2 separate regions of the Mus musculus genome follow, and region 1 is linked to region 2. Evidence: chromatin contacts called from public Hi-C data. All regions are on one chromosome and are shown on one strand. The core of a region is the stretch at or near the end of the contact, and the rest is flanking DNA. Distances in the headings are between cores, read along the strand shown.

The links. Hi-C and Micro-C count contacts between places; a contact is called where the count stands out from the background.
Region 1: a contact with region 2 is called in a Hi-C map of the N1E-115 cell line, with 4 times the contacts expected there. The contact joins two enhancer-like sites. A contact is called at or near these places in 1 of 484 Hi-C or Micro-C datasets (the N1E-115 cell line), 1 of 115 datasets of contacts at active chromatin or transcription factors (embryonic stem cells) and 1 of 9 other capture datasets (embryonic stem cells).

The regions. Positions count from the first base shown.
Region 1 is chr19:55,904,735-55,909,875 of GRCm38.p6, forward strand. Tcf7l2 (transcription factor 7 like 2, T cell specific, HMG box) reads left to right here. Exons shown (of 15, transcript NM_001331146.1): 6 at 3,689-3,821. Among named protein-coding and RNA genes, the nearest start is that of Gm52391, 31 kb to the right of the region's middle. Within about 2 kb of position 3,352, at least 9 of the 459 cell types and tissues checked have an H3K27ac peak or open chromatin away from gene starts, as enhancers often do. A contact at or near this core is called in the N1E-115 cell line, where this site is marked.
Region 2 is chr19:55,205,635-55,211,376 of GRCm38.p6, forward strand. Gucy2g (guanylate cyclase 2g) reads right to left here. Exons shown (of 21, transcript NM_001081076.3): 15 at 4,578-4,755; 16 at 2,229-2,369; 17 at 518-710. Among named protein-coding and RNA genes, the nearest start is that of Mir6715, 16 kb to the left of the region's middle. Within about 2 kb of position 1,332, at least 8 of the 459 cell types and tissues checked have an H3K27ac peak or open chromatin away from gene starts, as enhancers often do. A contact at or near this core is called in the N1E-115 cell line, where this site is marked.

The DNA of each region.
Region 1 (5,141 bases), core at 2,102-4,601, 700 kb after region 2:
TATTGGTTCATACTTTATACGGTCTCACTGACTCTAGAAGGACTTGTTTATCTCCAATTTTGGGGGTTTGTTTTTTGTTTGTTTGTTTGTTTGTTTTTAATTGTGAGATCCTCCATAGCACACTCTGTCATTGGCACAGTGCAGTGAGGTGTTGTTGTTGTTGTTTTTCATGAGCTCTTCAAATACATTTGTTAAATATCACATTTTTTAAGAAGGGCATGTGACTTGGGTAGGGTGGTCATAGATCATCTGTGCTCCTGTATCTAGGTGATAACTTCCTTCCAAGGCTGCCTTTTCCCCTTTATGAGTCTAATTGGAAGGTGTTAGCCAAGCGGTTAACCACGCCATCTTTTATATTGTGCAGATTTGCATTTTACCAAGTCGCTTTGTATTGAGTGTGGGCCTGACACTGTGCAGGGTGCTGTGAGTGAGTGGTCTCATGTAATCTTCATAACCCTACAGGACGGACGTAGCACATGCCTGGATTTTATGGAGGCAGGAATGAAGGAGGCTGAGGAGATAGAGGGAAGAAGGAAGGGAGGTAGGGAGAGACACTCTCAGCCAGGTCAGTGAAGCAGAATACACCCCTGCCCTCCTCAAGTGGACAGGCTCTCACTCTCAAGTCTCTGTGAGAATCCAGCAGAAGAATCATTGTAAAGGCACCGGCCTAGCAGAGGTAGTATCAGCAAGAGCTTTACTCTGAGTGTGAGGACCATCCAACCCTTCCAGAAACCTGGTCCTCTGGTTGATGGGCTCTAGCTTGTTCTACCGTGTGTACTTTAGTCTGGTGGTTTTCAAGTGGTCTTATCCCAGGCTGGGTGCAAGAGTTTCAGAGGACTCGAAGGATGAGTAGCATATAATGCCCCACCCCAGCGGTGGGAAGAATATGCTGTGGGGAGAAAGGACCTAAGAGTCCATGGCTAGGTGTTGACGAGAAGTCCTTTGTTGTAAGGGGTCCAGGTATTGACAGGTAGTGTGGGGCAGCAGGTAGACCCCATATTTGACCATTCTGCATATTTGACCATGATATGCCTCCTCACTTGGGAACAGAGCAACCTGGATAGAGAGTTGGTCATGCAGTTTCTAGGGACCTACTTGTTAGTGTAGTCAAGGTCATGGCCTAATAGGACTTCCATCCCCCTCCTAAAGTCAGGTGGCATCTAAAGCTTTCATTTGTTGTCCCCTCTCTCCAATTCCTACTTTACCACACTGCTGGAGAGTGTTGTCTGGGTGGGGGAAAAAAAACCCAATTGGCTGAGAAGAGAAGGATACAGGAGTATCAGCAGCAGTCAGTGAGCTCAGGCTTGGTTAACGTTATCTTTAACAGGAGCGTCTAAGATGGAAGAGGGAGAGTTAGTAAGTCTCACACCTAGCTTACTGTTACCAAATGCTGCTGTTGTACTTCTGTGGCCAGAGACAAAGAAGGTTCCCCATAGTTCCCACTAGTTCTGCTTGGGATTGGTGACAGAACCACCATGTCCCCTGCCAACTCTTTGCTAATCATGACAGTGATGATGAACCAGCACAGTTACATACATAAACATGCCATGTGTTAGGTCTGTGCGAAGTCCCCCCACCCCCACGTGCTCTCTGAGAACAAGGGCTTGATTCAAGAGAAACACTCCCATCTTTGGCCTCCAGGTTCCCCTGTGCCTGTGTGGCTCTCAAGCCTTGGCTCGGCCATGGCCATGGGTGACAGAAGAAGTACTTCTATTACCCAGGTCCTGTCTCTACTGAGAAATGGCCTTGTGCCGGGGTCCCCTAACTCAGTGGAGATGGCAGCTAGCTTTCCTGCCCACCTCCAGCCATGTCTACCTCTGTGGTGGCCATCACACCTGCCCAATACTGATAGAAATGCCTAAAGCAGGTTCAATCCTGTGACTACTGGGTCACATCCATCCCCCCTCATGAGATGTATGATCTATCTTGAGAGCAACCTGCATTCTTTCATGTTGCCAGGGGCCTGTCTTTCCAATCAAGTTGGAAACTTCTGGAAGGCAGCCTCAGTCATTTTCCTTCCTTCCAGGCTGCTCCTACCCATCCCTGTCTTGTCTATTATCCCCACTTCAGCTTTCTTTCCTACCTCCAAAATGGGAGCTGATGCCTTTACTCCTTCTCAACCATTCTTGACAAAAGGCTTTCCTAGGACTCTTCCCTTGAAGGATCTTAGTGAACTTCCATGAACTGTGGCCACAGGCTTGGACACAACAGCCCTTGGCTTTTATGTACACAGCCTGGTTGCCATTGCTGGTTGGTGACTCCAAGAGACCATTCCTTATTTCAGACCTTCTGTAACTTACACCTTAACTGGTAGCTAGGTCTTCTAAGCAACTGGCTAGCCCCTTTTCTCTGGAAGAGTTATGGTTTTACAGGAAGCTGTAAACCAAGTGACTTGAGATGCTCTTTTGGGATCTTCTAAGACAACCACGTTTTTCTTCCCTGACATACCATGGAGAAGTAACACTACTTGGTGATGCCTTTCCCATCCTTAGCTGTGGTAGGAAGCTACTCTTCCTGTGTTTTATGCCTTTTCCCTCTATTAAAAAATACTGAAAAGGAAGCTGAAAGGAAGAGAACTAACTGCTCAGTGGTCCCTGAACTCGGGAGGCGCTGGTGGGCAGTGCTGGAACCTGCCTTCTTTTCTTTCTATGCAATTCCTTCTCCTTGATGTTAATGCAACGTGTGCCCTTCCTAGACGTAATAAAAGGAAATGAAGACACGTTCTGAAATGAAACTTGACTCTAATCCATTCATCATCTAATACCAGCCTCTTTATCTTCTCTGCTACCTAATCTGGTTAAATGTCCCTGTTGTAGGATTTTAGTGAAAATCCCCTATTGGGAATAGGGTTTTTTGCAATTGGATTACTCTCAGTAAATGGCCCAGTAGTTCGCTTGTTTCAGCTTAATTTTTTTTTCCTTTGTGATCTTACTGGGCTGAGTTATAGCCCAGCATGGGGGGGGGGGGGGGAGAGCACACAGGGGGGAGGGGAGAGAGACGGGGTTTGTGGAAGGCACTTAGGAATATTTGAGATGTTTTTATTTTCTTTGTTTTCTGCTTCGGCCTCACCGTCTGCCCTGCCCCAATACAACATACACATGTACTTCACCGGCCAGAACTGCCCATTTCTTGAATGTATCCTGCTTATTAGCTCAACTCATCATTGTCCGGTTAATTTATGAGTTCTCCCTGACGGTTGCCTGATGAATATGGAGGTGCTGGCTGGGCCAGAGCTTTCTGGTTAAGCTCAGTCTCCCATTCAAAGGTGGGGCTTTTCACCCAGGTTGAGTGAGTGGACACCTGCTTGCTGTGTCTCTGAGCCCGTGGAACCAGAGGGTGGCTAGGAAGGCTAGAGTGGGATTCTGATCATACTGTGTTCGAAGCCCTCTCTAAGAGGCCTAAGGGATTAAAGCCTCAACTTTCCACTCACCTGCTGATGGGAAAGTGAGATCTTGGGTTCTAATGGTGATGCAGAGGAACTCAGAGGTGGACCTGAAGTAGGCCAGTGTGGAGAGCCAACCGTCTCTTACTTTAAAATGGATTAGCGAGGTGGGGAGTTTGCAGAGTCGAGGGCATCTTATGGCATCAAGCTGGGAGGGTGTTACAGGGGACACTGGCCCTGGCTCTGAAGCTCTGGGCTACGGAGACCCAGCTCACCACGTCTCCCTTTGTTCTCCCTCCCTCACAGTCGAACAAAGTACCGGTGGTGCAACACCCCCACCATGTCCACCCACTCACGCCTCTCATCACGTACAGCAATGAACACTTCACCCCGGGAAATCCACCTCCGCACTTACCAGCTGACGTAGACCCCAAAACAGGTAAGTTGGGGAACTCCGAAGGCCTCAGTCAGGAGCCTGGGCCAGGCATGATGGGTGAAATGGGATCGATGGGGCTCGGGGTGGGAGATGTTCAGATTCACACCTGGGAGCTCTTAGTGGGGCTCGCCTGGTATATGTGCTGGGCTGTGTCCCCCTTCCCTTTGGAGAGATCCACTTACAGGGATAAGATTTATATCTGCACCTTTGGAGTTGGCTGCTTGGGAAAGCTGGCCTTGGTACCTTCCTAAGCAAACTAGGTAGCAATGAGATTACATCATGATTTTGAAGGAGTCCGGACATTTGAGAGTGACTTATATTCTTAAGTGTATTCTTAAGGGACCACATCACCCGGAGTCTGTATTCCTTGCAGATCACTAGACCACTGTGCATTTTCTTCTCCCATTCCAATATCTCGGATGTTTATTGTGAGCCCATTTTACAGATGTACAAACTGAAGCCTAGGAAGGTTTCCTCATTTCATCCAGCAGTGTCATAAGCAGAGGCTGCACACTGCATTCAGTCTCTACACCTGTCAGGAAAAGCAGGTCTAGCTTATAGCGCCCTCTACGTAAGGATCTAGTATGGCAGGCAGCCTCTCTGAGCACTCTGTGTGGATGCTGGATGCAGCCTGGCAGTTTGACTGACTGGAGGAGGCGGCCAAGCCTGCCTGAGGCTCCGCCAAGTAACAAGGCTTCACTTGCAGCAGGCAGCATCTCATTTGAATAATGGTAGGCCAGGGAATAGCTTTTAAATGGTTATCGTAAACCATATGATTAACGTCTGAGGAGTGTTTATTTTCCTCTGCGAACATTCTTTCAAGTGTGCAAATGGCTCAGTGTAGGGTCCAAGCCCAGCTAATCTCTTTGCTTTCTGTAATAGAGAGAAAGCAATGTCTGCGTCAAAATGTCACCCGGGGAGACTTAATTTACAGATTAAAAGTTTCCTGAATGAATTTCTTGAAAATTGAGATAGTTTCCATCTCCGTCCTGCCCCTTCGATCTTGGGTGAGTTCTGACGCACTGTGTCCATTTGGCCTCCCCCTCGGACTGAGCGGCTGGGCAGAGCCATTGCTCTCGAGCTAAATTGCTCTCCGGACTCCTCTTCCTAAGGATGAATGACTAGACATGTGTCCTGTGCAGATAGGAAGTGAGCCGTGGTGTGTACTTTCAGCTTATTCTTCTACAGGCCTCCGGGAGGCTTGCAGCCCCTCTGGCCCATGGAATACCCAGTGAGCAAGTGAGGCTAGTGCCCACATATGCCTCGGCCCTCCAGGGAATCGTGGTCCAGAGCTGAACCCACCAAGCCCCCAGCTTCTTCTAT
Region 2 (5,742 bases), core at 82-2,581:
GAGAGAGAGAGAGAGAGAGAGAGAGAGAGATTAAAATAATGGGCAAAGAACGGATATTCATAGCAATGCAGTGCGAGTGTGGAGGACAGAGGAAACCTCAGTTGTCATTCCTTAGCCACTGTGCACCTTGGTGTTTGAGGCAGACTCTCTCACTGGCCTGTGAATGAAGATGCTTGGCCGTCAGATCCCAGCACTCTGCCTCACTCTGCCTCCGTGGGGCTGAGAATTTAGCACCACGAAGCCCTGCTTATTCCTACATGGATTCTGATGATCAAATTCAAGTCTTTCAGTTTGCGAGGCAATCACTTTACTGACTGAGTCATCTGCAGCCGCCACCCAGTGACTCCGGACAAGCGTGCACATTTGTGGCTAATCAAGACCCTTCCGGAGAAGATGGACAGAAATCAAGCATCGGGGTTCTGCCATGGATTGAGACGAGCTGAGAGGTGGTCTGTCCTCAGCCTGGAGACAGCAGATGGGGAGTCTGTGCATCACAGCCCAGGGCACCTCGGCTCACCTTGTATACATCATGGCTCTGTATCGTGTGGTCAAACAAGCTGTACAGGTCGTTGAGGAGCTTCACCACTTGCAGGGGGGAGCTGAGGGAACACAGCTTTGTGAACCCCACGATGTCAGAGAAGAAGATGGTGACAGACTCAAAGTGTTCCGGTTCTACAGACTTTCCGGCTATTAGCTGTTCTCCCACGAAGCTGAAATCAGAGAAAGGGTAGATGGGTCTTAACAAACTCATGCTTGTTTCCGCTTCCAAGGCTCTTGGCAGAGCCGACCCTCTGCAGCCCCTTCGGCTTTGGTGAGCTAGGTTTTTACTTATTAAATTTGCCATATAGAGGGACTTAATGACACGCATTTATTCACTTGGTGTTTTCTCTACAGAGATTTTTAAGTGGTGGCTGTAATCCGCAGGAAAGGGTGGAAATCGGGGACAGGTCACAGCCCATAGGTTGAGAACTACTGCTCTAGAAAGGTATGGGCCATTAATCTCAGCACTCAGGAGACAGAGGCAGGTGGATCTCTGTGAGTTCAAAGACAAACTTGTCAACACAGTCAGCTCCAGGGCAGCCATGGTTACATATTGAGACCCTATCTCAAAATAAAGAAAATAAATAAATATTCCCCTCTTCCACTCTTCTGGTGACATGCAAATGCACAAACATTTCAAAAGTAAATGCTTCCATCTGGAGGTCAGAGGATGCATAGGTGGAAAGAGAAACAACGTTGAAGCTTTTTTTTTTTTTTTTTTTAGTTGATGCCACAGGCACATTCTGAGCTAGACAAAGGAGACATGAAGCTAGCCTGCCATCTAGTGGCTATATCCTGTTACTGCATTCACCACTTTCCACATAAACCACACTTGAATTTTCTGTGGTTTGTTTGCCTGTGTTTTCATTAATAAGGTGAATCGACTTGCCAACTTTTGCACATACATACGTACATACACACATACATACATATACATACATACGTACGCATATGCATATATATGTATGTATATATATATATATATATATATATATATATATCCCTTCCTCAGTCCCTCCCTCCATCTCTCTCCCCCTCCCCCCCCCCTTCTCTCCCTGCTTGGCCCCCTTTTACAAAGCTTGATATCCTCTTAGAAAAAGAACAATGGAAATATGTTGCGTTAATTTTTTTTATATAAACCCATTGCACATTATCGCGGGTTACAATGTGCATTGCTATTGATATGCGGGTGAGGGCAGGCAAAGATAAGGCTAGAAGCCTCTGATTGGGCAGTGGGAAAAGAAGGCGGGCTGAGAGTTTTAGAGATGAGACAGAGAGGGACAGAAGAACAGAGAAGATCACAGGTAGCTATGAATGTCATAGGAAAGATGGATTAATATACAGGACAATTTGTCCAGTCTAGGTTGGCTCTCAGTTCATTGTGTGGGCATTTCGTGGGTTGAGAATTTACTGATATAAATCTGACTGATAAATTACAAGCCTCTAGAGTTTTACTGGGTTACAGGGATTTATGACAGCTAGCCACAGTGGTTGGATGACAGAAAACTGTGCAAACTGCGGGAATGAACCGCGGGAATGGAGCCGGAGAGTAGCAGGCGATAGCAAGGATTGCTTATTTTTTAATTATTACACACAACAGAAATATTTTTCCTGCTCAGAGACACTAAGACAGGGCAGCTTATCATCCTCGGGTTGTTTTTGGCCTGCCCAACACTGCTCCTAAATACCTTGGCAACATGGTAGACAGGAGTTTCTCCACCTTTCTTTTCTCTGCCACCAACTCGCGGGTCCGCTCCTCTACCACTTCCTCCAGGTGATTGGCGTACGTTTCCAGCTTCCCCATCATGCTATCCAGGATGCTCACGTGGCTTTAAAAGAACGCACGTGTTAGCGTGCTCTCCCAGGAACCATCGGACCACAGTGAACACACAACTCCTAAATACCTATCCCACAGAGACATTTCTTGCCTTAGTTAGGGTGTGCTACTGAGGACTGCCCGTGGCAGTAGCGAGTCCCCGGCCCTGAGCTGAAGCGGCGCCCTTGGTTCCTCTGGGCCTCAGTTTACTCCTCTGAAAAATGTACCTTGTGTGCGGTTTTCTTAGGATTTCTGGGCGCGAACGTGTATAAACTGCCTAGGGGTGAGTCTGGCGGCCAGCAGACATTCAACAGTGGACTTGGATGACTCGTCTTCACTTCCCAGCATGCTCCTTGCCATGGTCACAACGAAGCCAAAAGGTACAGACTGCAAACTGGGACATTTCTCAGACTGCCCAGCATGGATCTGCGGGACTGCATTCCAGAAATGCCCCCCATGAAGTTGCTTATGCTGCTCACCTTTTAGATGAGAAGACTAAGACTCAGGTAGGAAATACGTTTGTCTTAATGTTGGGATCATATTGTCTGAGTAAAAAGTCAAGGACATATCTACCAATCCAAGATACATTATGTTAGTTGGCAAAGTATACATATATTGAAACATTATATTTTTATACCATTAGTACCGATATTTCATGTACATTAAGATAATATAAAAATCAGCAATTAAAAAACTATTGTGACCTGGAGAAGAACACAGGCTTGTTATGTTAACCATGCCAAGTTAACAATTTTCTTTTAATTTCTTAAAAGATTTATTTATTTATTTATTTATTTTATGTTTATGAGTACACTGTAGCTCTCTTCGGACATACCAGAAGAGGGCATCAGATGCCATTAGATGGTTGTGAGCCACCGCTTGGTCCTGGGTATTGAATTCAGGACCTCTGGAAGAGCAGCCAGTGCTCTTTCCCACCGAGCCATCTCTCCAGCCCCACAATACCAAGATAAATGAACAAATTAGAAGTAAACACTTTCGAGCCAGGGTTCTTTCTGCCTCCTCAAGTTAAAGTTAAACATTTAATGTGTATTAAATATTATAGCCTCCAGTTCAGGAGTAGTGACGCGCACCTTTAATGCCAGCACTGGGGAGGTAAAAGCTGCCATGAGTCTAGGTCAAGCTTGGTCTACATAGGGAGGTCCTAGGGAGTTCCAAGCCAGACAGAGCTACGTAGTAAGAATGTGTCTCAAAAAAAAAAAAAAAAAAAGGAAAAAAGAAAAAAGATACTATCATGGGGGTGGAGAGATGGCTTGGTGGTTAACAGTGCTTTCTACTTGGTTGCCAGCATCCAAAAAGGCAGCTTACAACTGACTGTAAGTCCAGTTCCCGGGAATCTGACACCAACTTCTGGCATCTACTGACACACATACACATAAATAACTACTGTTTTAGATGGTACTATCAGCCTGATATGTAAGATGCTGGTACTGTAAAGGGGATTTGAGAGGTAGGTTCGATAACCAACTGCAAGGTTGGGGTTAGCCCAGTGGTAAGCCCTTGCCGAACACACACGAGGCCCTGGATTTGACCCTCACTCAGCTCTGTAGAAGAAAACAATTCAGTGATAATCTGGAGTTGGTACGTGACTTTTATCATATTGTCCAACACCAAATCAGTAGTTAGGATCCTTAGAATAAGAATTTGAAAAATATACTAAGGCAGTGTCAAAATGGCCTGGGGAAAAGCCTTGACTGATGAGAGATGTCTGAATGGGCCCATGGCATTGCTAATGTCTGTTCCTCGTTCACAAAATGGACAGAACACTTGAGCACTCCACCTGAGCCAGCGTGTAGAACTTTGCATATGGTGGACTTTAAGTGGAAATATGATGACGGGAGAGAAGAGAGAGGAGGGGGGAAGATGGAGAAGAGCCACGAGAGGAGGAGAGAGAGAAGGAGGCAGGGAAGGAAAGGAATGGAACAGAAGGGAAGGGGGTGGGAGGAAGGGAAGTAGGGGGGGGGAGAAGAGTCATACAAACTGTTACAACAACATAAATGAACACTGAGTGCATCTGACTAAATAAAGGGAGCTGGTGTGAAAGGGGGTGTGCACATGATCTGGTAATTAGGTCTAGAAAAGCAAAATTATAGTCTGGGTGTGGCTGAGAGTTTTGGAGAGGGTTGAATAGGCGACATGATTTTTTTTCCAATTCCCAATGGCTACATTGGAGAAGGAATAATCTACTGCACATTTAACTTACCCTCTGGGACTGGCTTCTCGTAACGTCTTCTTGATGGAAGGGAAGATGGGCCTTAGCTCTGGAGATTCATCCCAGCACTCCCTCACTAGGGCCACAATCCTTCCATCACCTTTATCCTCCAACAGGGACGGCCGAAGCGGAACGGGTGCCCGGGGGTCTTTGATGCGGCTGATGATTTCTGAAACCCATGAGGGGTTTGGATAAGCAAGCTAGTCTGATCACTCAAGACACAACTGTCTAAATAGTGACGGCATCCTCCAGCTTAAAAGCAAAGTCAAAATAAGCAATATATTTGAATTTCAGGATGATCTAGAGGTGCACAGGTGTTCTAGATCCTTCTAGAAAAGTAAAGAGTCCAGTGGAAATGTAGACACGACCTCTGACCCATCAGTTTCCAAACTGAGGCTTTTTAAAGCAGACCCCTTCTGAGTGACCTCACAAATCTAGAGGCATGTGGTGCTGAGTCTCCAAAGTGTGCGTCATGCAACTTTGTATCCCATGCTTCATAAAAGTGGCTTTAATGAATAAAAGGCTACTGTCTCCCTGTCTGTCCAGTTTTGTAAACCTGCTTCCTTTCCCTTCCCTGTCCAGCTTCCAGCAGCATTTGTTAAGGATTTCATTCCCACCTTTTAAAAAAGAAAATATTTTGAGAGTAATGCATACATATCTTAACATAAAAATACTATGTTGCAGAATATAAATGAACAACAAATGCATGCTACTAAGCAGAGAGCGCCCTGGAAGAGTGTGTGTGTGTGTGCATGTGCGTGTCTGCATGAGCTGGCAATGAGGTCGAGAAAACCAAACTCTAGTCTGGATATGGCTGAGAGCTTTGGAGATGGTTGAGTAGGTACATGGGAACCTTGTACCTACTTGGGTACATGCTGTTTGACAGTGTGATGACAGACAGACACACAGGCACTGTTGGGTAACAGTTGCATTTAAGAAATTAAAAAAATTGCTTTAAAAAATATATGTGAATCAGGACATGAGAGAAGCTGGAAATGGGATTTGGGACAAAAGGGAAGAGTCTAATGGTGCCATGTGTATGTGACTTTGCTAAAACTAGGGCAGGAGAAAGTGGGGTGCCTCCACAGTGCCTGAAATAAGGCAAGACGACAAAAGGAGCTACTGGCAATTCTGCCACTCAGAGATACTATGTTGC